Linked DNA regions of Gasterosteus aculeatus: region 1 is linked to region 2. Evidence: chromatin contacts called from public Hi-C data. All regions are on one chromosome and are shown on one strand. Each heading gives the region's core, a stretch centred on a gene start, on an enhancer-like site or on the middle of the called end of the contact. The rest is flanking DNA. Distances are from core to core; before and after follow the strand shown. Region 1 has its middle 15 kb from the start of ctnna1. Region 2 holds the start of gpx3 (glutathione peroxidase 3).

The links. A called contact is a pair of places that touch in the nucleus more often than the background predicts.
Region 1: a contact with region 2 is called in a Hi-C map of tail fin, with 3 times the contacts expected there. The contact joins the enhancer-like site here to the promoter of gpx3 in region 2. A contact is called at or near these places in 2 of 6 Hi-C or Micro-C datasets (skeletal muscle and tail fin).

The regions. Positions count from the first base shown.
Region 1 is chr4:13,743,093-13,745,792 of fGasAcu3.hap1.1, forward strand. No RefSeq gene overlaps it. Among protein-coding and RNA genes, the nearest start is that of ctnna1, 15 kb to the right of the region's middle. Within about 2 kb of position 1,374, at least 2 of the 9 cell types and tissues checked have open chromatin away from gene starts, as enhancers often do.
Region 2 is chr4:13,629,081-13,631,780 of fGasAcu3.hap1.1, forward strand. gpx3 (glutathione peroxidase 3) reads right to left here and starts at 1,410. Exons shown (of 5, transcript XM_040172831.2): 1 at 398-1,410. The coding sequence starts at 469. dctn4 (dynactin 4) reads left to right here and starts at 1,277. Exons shown (of 13, transcript XM_040173855.2): 1 at 1,277-1,653; 2 at 2,316-2,386; 3 at 2,527-2,700. The coding sequence starts at 1,519.

The sequences.
Region 1 (2,700 bases), core at 124-2,623, 110 kb after region 2:
CGTACTTGAATCTGATGAACTAAGGATACAATCTTGTTTGTCTGTTGCTGCTCAAGCATCAGCTTATAAGATTTTTAAAAAAAATGAAAATTTGTTTCAAGATTACATCTCTTTGCCGCCTTTCTCGGCAGAAGTAAGTACTCCATCAGTGCAACTAGTCACAAGTAAATGGACCTGCAGCCCACCTAAACACAATCCTCTGAGAACGTATCTTTCAACGTGGAGAATCAATAATAGATTTCTTTACTCCACAGGGGGAAGGTTTAAACTAGACAAGTGTCAGTCTCTGTTTTATTAGACAGTCATCCACCCCTAAATGCGACTAAGGACACAATGCAGCAATTTGATCACAGCAGATAGGAGCAGGCAAGAAAAAACGATTTCTTCTTTTGTATCAAGTCCACCACATTTAACAGGATCACAGCATGGTGCCGTGGATCACAAACCAATCCGGCAGCGGTTTTATGCAACATTAGTAATTTTTCTCATATATTTAATGAACTAACACGGACGGCATGTTTAACTGTACATTAAAACATGCCGGTTTATTCCTTGTGCAAATTAACATAGCATGGAAAAACACACAAACACCCCCTCCCCCCCCATCACATAAACACGGAAAGGTAGAGATTATAGACCGGGGATGCTCACTTTTTTACAGCTGATTACATCATGGAAAGTTTTAACATTTCCATTTCCATGGCAACAGAACAAACTCAATATACTAGTGAGGCGGTTGATGTGATGTGGACGACGGCTATAGACCTTACCAGAATGGATTATTTTGTCAAATGTTAAGATTAATGTCATGCTACTTAAAACATAATGATCCAATAAAGAAAAACCTACAGCTGAGTCATGTTTACCAGACACAACACGGTAGTGTTTTAGTTGCTTTGCGAACACACGCTCCTGGCACTGCAGTAAAAGCTCTTTGGCAATGACTCAGACACTTAATATGCATATATTTCCCCCTACTGGTCAACACATAACATTGCATATCATCTTTGTCCCTTTTATTTCTCAGCTTTTGATATAAATCTAAATTACTGCTGCAAAATACAGATTTGGGCAGATAGTAGACCAGCGTGTGAAATTTCTCCATATTTATGTTATGGATTGCAGTCAGTGGAGCACATCACTGGCAGCCTCTGGGCTTTATAGCTGTTATCAAAACAGGCTGAGACTGGCCTGTGTTGATTTGTGTCCTGTTCTCTGGTGAATCTGCATGTAATTTGTCCTGTGAGTCCCTGTTTGATCCATGCAGCAAATCTTGGCACAAATAGGACTTCACAGCATGAGAGCTACTCTTGCTGTGGATTTTGCATTAAGCCCGTCATCCTACTCTGATGTTATGCTATTGGGAATAAAATAGGTGGTGCCTCCCCCTCTTGTGGTTTGATGTAATATTGCATTGGCTTGAAGTTGTAGTTGCTCCTAACTGTGCCAGGTCATTAGAGCTTTTGATAACCACATTGAGGCTGATACTGAGCTTGCATCGCAATCTGCAAACCATGAACCGAATGCTAAGCGCACGGAGAGCACCGCGCGTTTTATCTCGGCAGAAAATAATAGACACCAATTTCAATGCGTGTATATGGAGTTATGTGACTGCCTGGGATGACAAAGACAATGTTTGAGAGGAGAAGAGAAAGAAATCAATGTCAGGATTGAGGCGGCTTATTTCCTTTGGTGTGCAGTGTATCGCTGATTGAGCGTTCAGACCCATCCAAAACCAAGATTGCCTCTCCTTTTTATAGGCAGCTCCAGCTCAGATTGACTCTCAGTCTCACGATGCTGGTAAAAATAGCTTTATTCTCAACAGGCTAGATTTCATTTAGCAGGCCGGTGTCTTTGCACTAGTAGCTGATGGGAAAGAGTTTATTTATAACAGAGGAGGGGACGGATTACTTTTGTATTGTTTTTGTATAAGAAACATCGTGCATTGCAGCAGCATCGTTTGTATGTGTGTGCATGTGAACAATCTCCTTTACTTTCAAAAGTCGCATGTGTTTTCTTTTGAAGGTAAAGATGAGTGCTGAGAGGAAAAATATTTCACCATGCATTCAGAATTCTTCTCCCTGTTTCCCAGGAAGATCCTGGGCTTTGCTGTGAAGCATGGGTGGCTGTGTGAGTTATGGCACGCGAGCTCGTCAGGAAGGTTTCAAAGAAAGAATGGATTCCACACAATAATGTCTCCTCTCAGATACATACCAGATATAAAAAAGCAACAATACAGGAAAGACAGCACCGTGCACAACGCCGCATCGGTCCCTCAGGTTGATAGTTAAAAGAAAAGTGTGGAAAGTGTGTTTTCTCTGGCAATGAAATGGTGAGCAAGGAAGGCTGGGTTCATTCTTCTTCAGCCTCCTAAGGGCACTGAATTCATGCCTAGCTTTCTTTTTCTCTCCCTCTTCTTGTGCGTTTATGTGAACGCGCGCGCACTACACTCTTGTCTGTGTTTGTGTGTGCATCGGGCGAGTGTGCCAGGGCATCATTGGGTTGAAGCTATGTGGAATGGAATTTATCAAAGTCAGTGGAGCATTGTGATGAGAGCTTTGTGAGGAAATTTCAACCATGACTATAGCCAGGGTCCATATAAAGCGGTTAGCTTTCTCTTGCTTTTTAATGAAAATTCTCCCCAGCTATTTTGGTTCACAGGATCTCAATATAGCTTTAACCTTTGCTGTTTGTACTGTC
Region 2 (2,700 bases), core at 160-2,659:
TCAATGCATCGCAATGTAGAAAGAAAAAAGGGGTTAGACCTTTCCTAATGTGGATTACTAACTCAAATTCGGTCTGGTATTGTTGGGACAATACCTGCCATGCCCATGAGACATGACAGCTGTTGCTAAATACAAGTCTATTACATTATTTCCTACCACTTGTTTCCAAAATAAAAGTCAATTTACGACAGAACGCGCGTGCGGGGGACAACTAGTTTACAATTCAGGTTACGTCATAGATCTCAATCAGTTATCAGCTCGTTTGAGGTTGATAAAGCGCCGGTGTGAACGCTGACGTCTTCTGCTTTTAGTTTATGTGCGTCACGTCTGTCTAACTGGATACACGCCGTGCGTGCGTGCGTGTGTGTGTGTGCGCGTGTATCAACAGGTGGCCTACCTGTGTGAGTGGAGTTTCGGCCCCGCAGGGTCGCAGCAAGCCGAGCAGCAGCAGCGTTAAGAAGGGCCGCATCACGTCGTCCTTCCCCGACACGGCGGCGACTCGATGTGAGCGTCCGTCCGCTTCTCCCGCAGGATGGTTTGACTCCTGAGGGAGGAGGTGGGGCGGGGAGCCGCACAGCTGGCTGAGATGACGCCCTCCGCTGGCGTGACGGCGTAGTACACGACGGGAAGCGTTTGAGCGTTGATTAATGCGTCTATGTTCATCTGCTGTCTTTAAAAGTCACTTTCTATAATCAAGAAAAATCTGCAGAAAAATACAGCGAATATAGTTGAATGTGTCTGTGTGTGTGTCTCACTCACTGAGATTGAGGAAGGAAAAAAAGTGTGTTGACATTTTGACGAATAAATAAATACGCAACGATTAACGCCACGTTCCTGACAGGAGGAGAAATACTTGGATGCCATGGACCATTTCTCCTCTCTGGGTTCAGCCGTTGCCATGGTGAGGCGGTACTCGGCCACGTGCCCTCTGAGTGGCCCAATCCACTTCTGCTTGAGCCCGTCATAGTCCATGCAGTGTTCACTTATCTTTCACAAGGCCACATCCATATGTGATGTTGTTATTATGTCGTGATCCCGAGTTCACCTACCCTGCTATATAGGAGTAAACTTCCAGGAAGAAATCACAGCAGGGATATTGACTTATTAGATAAATAGAGGTACATTCCAAAAAACAATTATTTTATATGTTTTTAAAACACATGAAAATGCACAAATAGTTGGTATGAAATGGATTTTGAGATATTTGACTTGAACAGACTCCTCAAACAATTCATCACCTGTCGCAGTTTAAATATTGTATCTTCTCCTTGGTGTCATTTAGAGACACATTTGCCGTACGGCAAATGTGCCAATACAGAACGAAAAACAAAAACATTAGTCCCCTAAGTAACGTTAGTAACGTTACCTATCGTACACATCTGGGTTTAGGCTGGCAAGTGCAGTGTTGACCACACGAGGTCGACATTGAGCTCATTGTGTTCCAGACAACTACCGGTGACATCGACAATAGCGGCGGCGCAGCAAGTGAGCCCGTCGTCTCGTCGGAGCTGTGCGGAGATGGCGTCTCTTCTGCAGCCAGATAGAGTTGTCTATCTGGTTCGTGGGGAGAAAAAGATCAGAGCCCCTTTATCTCAACTTTATTTCTGTCGCTATTGTAGCGAGCTACGGTCTCTGGAATGTGTGTCTCACGAGGTACGTGAACGTTTTCCCTTACTGTCATCAAGCTAACTGTTAGCTTCATTTAGACGGCAGCTACTTTGTTGTTAGCCGGTTTGCTAGTAGCTTTGACAGATAGGTGGGCTCAGCCCGACCACTTCACGCTTTGAATGGCTAAGCCGCTTGTCAATCAAGTGTTTTTCCTAAATCCCACTCCTCTCATTGGTTAGGAGCGTCAGTTTAACTTCCGCCGGAGTTAGCCTCATTTCGAGCGCAGCATAAATGAGTGGACAAGCTAGCTAGCTAGCTAGCGCCTGCTACACTTTGAGTTATACGTTTTAAGTATTTACCTGGCTCCCAAAATAAAGAACGTGGCCGACATGTACAATCCTATTATTACAACATTAGTTCACCCGGGGTACGTCACTCAGTTTCAAAATCCATCATGTTAACGTGGCTCACAGTTATGGACACCACACCCAGAGTGCTGTTAGCTCTTTCACATACTCTTCTCTCTTCACATACATTCACATATTGCGATTTCAGATCACTAGGCCGTGATTTGTTATTGTTGACGTGATCGCTTTTCATTGCAGCTCAGGCAGTAAGACACGAAGGTTGTCTCCTGAATTAAAGCTATTCCGTTTAAGATGAGTATGCGCCGTTTGACTGACTCCCGTCTTGTTGGTGGTAATCAGGTGGACTCTCACTACTGTCCAAGCTGTCTGGAGAACATGCCATCAGCGGAGGCTAAGCTGAAAAAGAACAGGTGAGCCCGAGGTGCTCATATAGTCAGTAAAGCAGGTCACTGCTGACTTTGTAATTTTCCGATCTCCCTACCTCATCAAATGATGCTAATGAAAGTAATTAATATCCATTCCTGATTATGTGTGCTGTACTGTTCTGCAGGTGTGCAAATTGTTTTGACTGCCCGTGTTGCATGCACACGCTGTCTACCCGAGCCACCAACATCCCAGCGCCTCTGCCTGACGATCCCACCAAGACGGCCATGAAGAAGGCTTACTACTTGGCCTGCGGCTTCTGTCGCTGGACCTCCAGGGATGTGGGAATGGCTGACAAATC